2 separate regions of the Mus musculus genome follow, and region 1 is linked to region 2. Evidence: chromatin contacts called from public Hi-C data. All regions are on one chromosome and are shown on one strand. Each heading gives the region's core, a stretch centred on a gene start, on an enhancer-like site or on the middle of the called end of the contact. The rest is flanking DNA. Distances are from core to core; before and after follow the strand shown. Region 1 overlaps Kcnma1 (potassium large conductance calcium-activated channel, subfamily M, alpha member 1). Region 2 overlaps Kcnma1 (potassium large conductance calcium-activated channel, subfamily M, alpha member 1).

Region 1 (4,251 bases), core at 983-3,482, 150 kb after region 2:
TAATTACATTTTAGAAGGGAAGGCAACCATCCTAAGTTTGTTTTGCTTTGTTATTTCTTTTGTGACTCAAAATAACCATGTTCTTTCTGCTTCAGTAAACCATTACTGCAGCTTGAGAGGATTCCTGGAAAGGTCTCGTTCCATTCAGTTTTTAAGAGGAGAAACAACCTGCAAATAATAGAATCGAAAGCCTTACCCGTGAGGTCGGCCACAGGCAGATACCAACTGTAGTGTTTAGGAGAGGCAAGGTTATACCATGGAAATAAAGTGACCCCTGAAATCCCAAGATTTCAAATTTAATTCTTATTTCATCTTTTAAAAATATTAGATTTACTTTAATTTTATATATTTCAATTTTTGGCCTCCATGTATGTCTGTGTACCACATGTGTGTTTTGTGCTCTCCAGACAGGACAGAAGAGGGTGTTGCATCCCTCGGGACTGCCCTTATAGACAGACAGTTTTGAGCTGCCATGTGTGTGCTGGGAAACAAACCATGGTCCTCTGCAATAGCAACAAGTGTCCTTAACTGCCAACCCATCTAGCTAGCCCCTAATCCTTATTTCTTAATCATGTAAAGTCCCCTTTTGTCGATGGCTCTCCAAGTTTATGTTTTTCAAAAGAAATAACTTGGGGATCAAAGCTGGTTTAATTTGTGGCTCTGACATTTTGACATCTGGCCTCCATCATCTCAAGGTGATATCGAAGCTGAGGCTAAGATACCAGGCAAACATGGAGAAGGAAGTGGGTACCACTAGTGCCATCTAATGCTCTACGCCTCTGATGTCCTACAGTTGCCACACAGACCTATCTTGCTGTCCAGACATCCCACACTCTGGACCAGAGATGCAAAAATAACAGAGAGAGAACTGAGGACATGTACTCAAGAGAACTACAACAAGAACAAGAGAAGGCACAGACAATCAGGCAGGACATTGACTCAGGGTAGCAGTAAAGCCCATGCCCGTCATTTTTGCTCATAAGCCACCCAGCTGTCAGAATCATAAGTACTGTACGGAAGAGCACGGTCATCTGGTGGTTATTAATATATTTCTATACTTGTTATGAATTCTTAGAGGTTAAGAGACCTTATGGTGCTATTCTGCTTGATGCTCTGCATTCTCCTCATTGAAGTTTGTCCTTCAAGATCTTCATCAGATAATTACTAGAGGTGGTGAGGGAGTGCCGAACACAGATGTGTGCACAGATGTATCAGAAGCTGAACGTTTCTGCTCTTCCCTTTGCCAACAGGAACTACCCTTTGTGCTTTAAAAAGAGAAGAGAAATCATATACGGTTACCTCAAGTGGGCAAGAGCCATGTTCCTTAGAAACAGAAGGAAGGGTGTGAGGGCCGGCCAAGAGTATCCCTACTGGGGAAATCTCACTGTGAACATCCTGCCTGGGAGCTGGAAGATAAGCCAGATCACTGTTCCCAAACACTAGAAGGAAGAGTGACAGTTAAAAATAAACTATCAACTCTACACATTTACATTTAGTCAGTCCAGGCTGGCAACCCCCCCCCCAGGGCATTCCGATGTTCAGCCATTTTGTAGCCTTTGTACTATAGCAATATCTAAGGTCCTCACTAGCACAAGAATTCCATAATGTGAAAAGGTTGAAAAGGTTTTTCCCTGAGGATCAACAATGATATTAAAGTGTGAATGCAGATCAAGTAAGGTCAACTCTATTCCAATACATACATGTCCCTTTTTTAAAAAAAAAAGAAAAAAGAAAGAAAGAATGAAAAAAAAAAACCTCATGTCGGGGATAGGAAGATTATGCTGTGTTTAAAGAGCCTGCTGCCCCAGTACAAGGGCCTGAGTGCCGCTGGCACCCACATAAAAGCCAGAGACAGGAGTGAGTGAACATCTAAAAGCACGATGCTAGAGATACGGGCAGAGAAAATAGGTTCATGATGCTCTGAGCAGCCAGTCTAGCCAAATTGGTAATGATTTAGTGAGAGAGGGGCTCAAAATGAAGAGTTATAGGGGAAGGTATTTGACATTGGCATCTGGCTTCTGTACACACATGTATGGATGCATATGCCTGCTCCCACATACATACCCACCCCACCCAGGAGGTAAACAGGAAGAGTGTAGCTTTGGCATTACTATAGACTTCTTGAAGACTCATTAGAGACTGATCCATTCCATCGTCTCAATAGACCACAAGGTTCCCACCAACATAGGAGTTATTCTCTATCCTGAGACTACCGTGGCTCAACAAAGAAGAAAGCAGTCTTACTTGGGAACTATGATTGCTGGGATTTGAACTTTTCTGTTAGTGACAAAGTGAACTAACTCTCTGGAAGAAGGTTTATAGAGTTGTATCAAGCCTGGCACATTATTGGTATCCAAGAGCCTAAGGCTTTGCTTTCTTCCATAGAGAAGGACCTGCCTGGTTCATTTCAGTATCACTGTGAGATAATAAAGGAACAGAGGCCCTTTAAAGATAAAGCCTTACACAGCTCTGGGAGACACTTTGTTCTATTTCCCCTTACTCCTGATGCACTGTTCCTTCAGTGCTCCTTCCTGCCCACAGGTGGTTACTGTTGGTAGCTGGAAATCCAGGACAGGGTGGAGGCAGCAAAGGAACCCAAGGTGTCCTATTACAACATGCATGTCCAGTTGTACACATTGGTTGTGTTGGGTTACAACTTTAGAAATATCAGGGAAGAAAATGTCAGAAAGTGACTCTCAGCAATCATTAAAACCTTGGGGTCGCTGGGTGTGGGTGGTAGGAGGCCGGGGTGGGGTTGGGAATCGACTTCGAACTAAATAGCTGCCTTATGTCATTACCACATTGATTTACATAGTCAAGACCACATCCTAGCCAGACCACCAAGAGGATGAAAACAGGAGGCAACTCAGAATGCAAACATCTCTGTTGCAGTGCAATAAACCAGTTTACCCTTTCGCTAAATGTCAAGTTAATATTTTTCTTGGAGTCTGCTGAATCTCTCCCCTTCTTCCCCTCCACAGGAAGGGTACCCTGCCATTCAGCAGTGCCTAACCTCAGCACAGGGAATTGAGGAGAATAGTGATGGCTGGGAAGTTAACGCAAACAGAACTGCTCCAAATGCAGAAATAGCCTTTGGCAGTCATGAGATCTGGTTTTTGGGAGCTTTGATCTTGGGCACATAACCAAGCCAAAGAATAGCATTAATAAGTCTCCAGTCCCTGATCCCATGAAAAGAATAAGCAGGAATGGAAAGAATGATGGTATACCAGGCCAGCTATCAACTGCCTCCAAATGAACTAGCCATGAACACCTACTGGAGCCCTTCACTCCCTTCTGCCTCATCTCTGCATTGATCCTGATGCTGCCTTGGCTGTGATTTGTTCTGCATGCCTGCCCTGCCTCCGATGTCTTTTTTAAAAATATTTATTTATTTATTTTATGTATATGAGTACTCTCTCTGTATGCACATCTGTGTGCCAGAAGAGGACATTGGATACTATTATATATGGTTGTGATTGCTGGGAATTAAACTTGGGACCTCTGGAAGAACAGCCAGTGCTCTTAACTGCTGGACCATCTTTCCAGCCCCTCCAAATGTCTTTTTTATGATTCATTTTTATTTTATATGACGAAGTGTTTGGCCAGAAGAGGGCATCAGATCCCCAAGAACTGGAATTACACACGGTTGTGAGACATCATGAGGATATCAGGAACCAAATCTGGGTCCTTGGCAAGAGCAGCACATACTCTCATGCCATCTCTGCAGTTTTTCTATGGGTTTTCTTATCTCCATCCCATTTTCAACAGCACCAGCAGTTTCACCTAAATAAGTGATCCAGCCAGGTAAGTCTCTAACTCACAATCCTATTATGGCTTCCTCTGGCTTTTTAAATGAAGCCAAACCTTTGGCACTGTGTATTGAAGTTGACCTCATTCTATGATCTCAAAAGCTTCTCTGAGGTTGACCTGAATCCAGTCCTTATCATGTAGGAGGATGGCTATTTGATTTGGGGGTCTCCTCCAGTACTGAGAATAGAGCTGCCTGTTAACCACATGCTCAGAACCTGGAAGAGACTGCTTAGCAGTGATGTCAAGATCAACCATTCACTCATTCACACAGTTCGCAAATCTGAAAGTCAGCCTTCCTTCAGAAAGCTCTTTATGTATGGCTATCCTCACCATCCTTTCTATTTCCATGGCCCTAATTGTTGCTGGCTGACTAATGCTATTTTACTACCACATTTGCAGTGCCCACAAAACATTTATACTATTCTGCCTTTTCTAAGCTTC
Region 2 (3,737 bases), core at 853-3,352:
GGACCCTAGGTTCAGTGCCTCGTATGAAAAGAGAAGAAAGAGGGGGAGAGGGAGAGTAAAGAGGGGGGATGGGGAGTATGGGGTGGAGGGTGAGGAGGGGCAAGAGAAGAAGAGGAGGAGGAGGAAGGGTACATCCAATCTGGCCAGGGGAATATTTTTTTTTGTATACTAGGAAATATCAAGTTAATTTTACCTTATATAAGACAGGCTGATACATTGCTACTTGATCAGAGAGAGAGAGAGAGAGAGAGAGAGAGACAGGGAGAGAGAGGGGGAGAGAGAGACAGGGAGAGAGAGACAGGGAGAGAGAGGGGGAGGGAGAGAGAGGGGAGAGAGAGGAGAGGGAGAGAGAGGGAAACAGGAAGAGAGAGAGGGAGACAGGAAGAGAGAGAGGGAGACAGGAAGAGAGAGAAAGAGAGAGACAGGGAGAGAGAGAGAGGGAGAGACAGAGAGAGAGGGAGAAAGAGAGAGGGAGAGAGAGGGGGGAGAAAGAGAGAGGGAGAGAGAGAGAGAGGGAGAGAGAGAGAAAGAGAAGTTGAACTCTGTGATTCTGATATGTAATCAAAGAGTCACTTATCTCAGTATTAAACTTCATCAATAACAAATACATCTTAGGGAAAGGGAGATAGGTGTCTATCACCCACCATGCAGTTCTATCTCCAGGCCTAAGGTATCTCCAGGGAAGATAAAGTAGAAAGAATAAAGCTAGTTAAAATGAGTTATCCTAGGAATAAGGCCATACAAGACCTATTCCCGAGACTGGCAGTCTAAGGGGCTCTATCCTTGACAGAGGAGACAGGTCAGACCCCAGAGAACGGAAAAGAAGTGAGTCTGGAACCTCCCTTAGCAGTCTTCTCTCTGTTATCTCCAACATGCCACGAGCTGGCCCTAACCCAATCTCAGGAGGTTGGGAAGGAAGAGCATCAACCAAACGTGGAAAGAAACAAGAGCCAGGGATCCCCTCTTGCTGCAACCTAGGACTTGGAGGAGCTTTAAAGGGAACTGCACAGAAGGAAACCGAAGACTTTCTAAAAGGGCTTAACTGATCCATTTGAAGTTATAACGTGGGATACAATATACTAGATATATCTCAATATGTGAATGCTTTGGCTTCAGTCCCCAAAGTACAGAATTTCTGTAAAACCTGACATCTGGAAGCCTAAAACAGCAAGGTTTCTGGAAGTAAGAGAATCTTGATAGTTGGCATAGCAGACACTTCTAGAATTCAAGTTCGACATCCTAGTAAGATGGACCCACAGACCTCAAAGCACAGTTTCTGGACCTTCGTCGCTGGGACCCTATAGGAAAACCCTCTACCTCTGCCCTTACACACACACTGCCTTACACACGCACTGTATGTGTGCCTTACACACACACTGCCTAAACCTGGGGTTGAACCAGACCTCTGGGTGGTTCTGAGAGGCACTGAAGTTTCAGAAGCAGTCCTCTAGAATATCCATCCATGTTCATCTGTGCTCTATAAAAATTCTCCTTACTTGTCTCTAGAGGGTCTAACAAGAGATTTTAGAAGGTGTGTGTGTGTGTGTGTGTGTGTGTGTGTGTGTGTGTATGTGTGTGTGTGTGTGTGTATGTGTGTGTGTGTGTGTGTGCATGCGCACGTGCGTGTGCATGTTTGTGTGTATAAAATTTTTTCCTAAGGTTTGGTATGTGCCTCTCATTTAAAAAGCATCAAGTGAGAGATTCCTCAATGCTGGCTGCCTACTGGACTTCTTCAGGGAATCTGAAACCATTCTGGTGGCTCTGATTGGTATATAGGCAAGTTGAAATACATGCAGTCTAGCCTCAGCAGTAGGAGGTGCCTATGTTCTCCAGGATATTCTAAAATCCTGCTAAGGTCATTGGAGCCTGCATAAGAAACAGATTGTAAAAGCATCCTTCATTCTCTCTTTAGGAAAGCAAGGTGTGGAGGTTTAGATTGACAGTTTTCACTTCCTAAGTCTCCAGGTCTGCAGGCATGTTGGTGATAGCTTCAGTTCTAACTCCCTAGGGAAAAAAACCATTTGTCTTTAGAGCCCTGTAACCCACTCAGCACTCAGATACTAGCTTTCCTTCACATTGCTGGAACTGTAACATAACGAGCACATTTGAATATAGCATTGGTGTCTCACAAGGCAACATGCACACCTTCCCGCGGTTAAGTCACGGGAACACACGGGAGCAGTTGAATAAGAGCTATTCTGTCCCTGAGCTTCTAACTAGCATTCAGTTCTCAGTTCCCATTTCACTACCCAGGCCAGACTATCAGGCTTAGATCTCAAGGAAGAATTGAGAGTTTTATTATTGCTATGTTTTTAGATGCTGCAAAGGTAAATATGTCCAGTCCCAGAGATTTAGTTTGCCCAAGGAGATTGTTCTAATAACACCCCGGTCAAGCGGAACCATCTGAAGAGATTCTGGCATCTGTGAAAACCTCCTGCTGAATTCATTCCTTGAAGACATTCATTTCAGGAAGTTATTTCCAATTTGGCATATAACAGCCATGCAAGTCGATGAGGATTTAGAATCCCTGCTCCCTACGGAGGACATCTTATTTAAAGCACATCCCTGACAAAGCAATATCAAGGGGACACAACTGGAAATCTCTTCAAGAGGTGTAATTTCTCCAGGAGCAGATTTAGCAAGTACAGCAGCTACCAGAACAGCAATCTGCTTCCTGAAATTCATCTAAACTTTCACCAGTCTGCTTTGCTGGGACTGCCTTCATTCAAAGTCCAACCATGGAGACAGAGCTTAGCAAAGGACTTATTTATCTCGCCACACTTTAGCAACTTTAATCATACTTTAGTCTCAATGCTATTACTAATGTTCACAGTATCAATGAATTCTCTCTCTCTCTCTCTTTCTCTCTCTCTCTCTCTCTCCCTCTCTCTCTCTCTCTTTCCCTCTCAAAAAATTCAAACAAAGGGTGTGGCCCTATGTTTTGGTCCCTTCAAGCATCTACATCAAAATACCTTTACTGGATAATTTATAACAACATAGATGTATTGCTCACAAATCTGGAGGGTGAAGTGTCCTTGGGTCAAGGTACCAACATATGCAGTAATACTATTCTGGGTGCCCCATTGTCATGACCTAATCACCATCTAGATGCTACTCCTTCTAACGATGCAGGTTTAGGGTGAAGCTTCTACATGTGAATTTGGCGAACACTAATATTTAGATCAAAAGAGCACACATCTCTAATGCCATTGCAAATCAGACCAACAGTAATGACATTAACTATTTTTTTTTATTAAGAATCTGGAAATGTATTTAAAATGGACCTTCTTACTCTACAAGGCCAACTGCAAAGAGAAGGATCTCTGAAAAGCCAGCTTAGTCATAGAACTAGAATTAATTTAGGCTTTAAATAGTGACTGAGTTTTCTATTTTTCTTCCTCATTTTTTCTCAACTGGGACCATGTGGAACACTCTGTTAGAAGGTCCCTCTGGCTTTGTCAGGTCACTGGAACAAGGGAAGGCTGCATCTCACAGTCAGTTTGGTTGGATGGTACTCCTTTTGTGTGTAACTATAACAGTTGGGTGCGATTAGCATTTGAGCAGCAGCATAGAATTACAGGAGGAACCTGGACTTTGGAGGTGGGTTGCCTGAGTTTAGAGGCTGGCTTTGCCACTTAACTTTGTGATTCTCAGCAATTAGTAACTTAACATCTACAAGTCTTGGTTTCCTCAAATGGACCTGAAATGACATGCATCTCAGACTTGCTTGGTAGACC

The links. Hi-C and Micro-C count contacts between places; a contact is called where the count stands out from the background.
Region 1: a Hi-C map of the 63-12 cell line shows a contact between it and region 2, with 2.9 times the contacts expected there. The contact joins two enhancer-like sites. A contact is called at or near these places in 7 of 484 Hi-C or Micro-C datasets (the 63-12 cell line, cerebellar granule neurons, embryonic fibroblasts and 4 more) and 1 of 9 other capture datasets (pancreatic islet).

The regions. Positions count from the first base shown.
Region 1 is chr14:23,724,424-23,728,674 of GRCm38.p6, forward strand. The region is part of intron 2 of Kcnma1 (potassium large conductance calcium-activated channel, subfamily M, alpha member 1); the gene reads right to left. Among named protein-coding and RNA genes, the nearest start is that of Gm51422, 76 kb to the left of the region's middle. Within about 2 kb of position 2,233, at least 3 of the 459 cell types and tissues checked have an H3K27ac peak or open chromatin away from gene starts, as enhancers often do. A contact at or near this core is called in the 63-12 cell line, where this site is marked.
Region 2 is chr14:23,578,884-23,582,620 of GRCm38.p6, forward strand. All of the region lies in intron 5 of Kcnma1 (potassium large conductance calcium-activated channel, subfamily M, alpha member 1), which reads right to left. Among named protein-coding and RNA genes, the nearest start is that of Gm51422, 69 kb to the right of the region's middle. Within about 2 kb of position 2,103, at least 3 of the 459 cell types and tissues checked have an H3K27ac peak or open chromatin away from gene starts, as enhancers often do. A contact at or near this core is called in the 63-12 cell line, where this site is marked.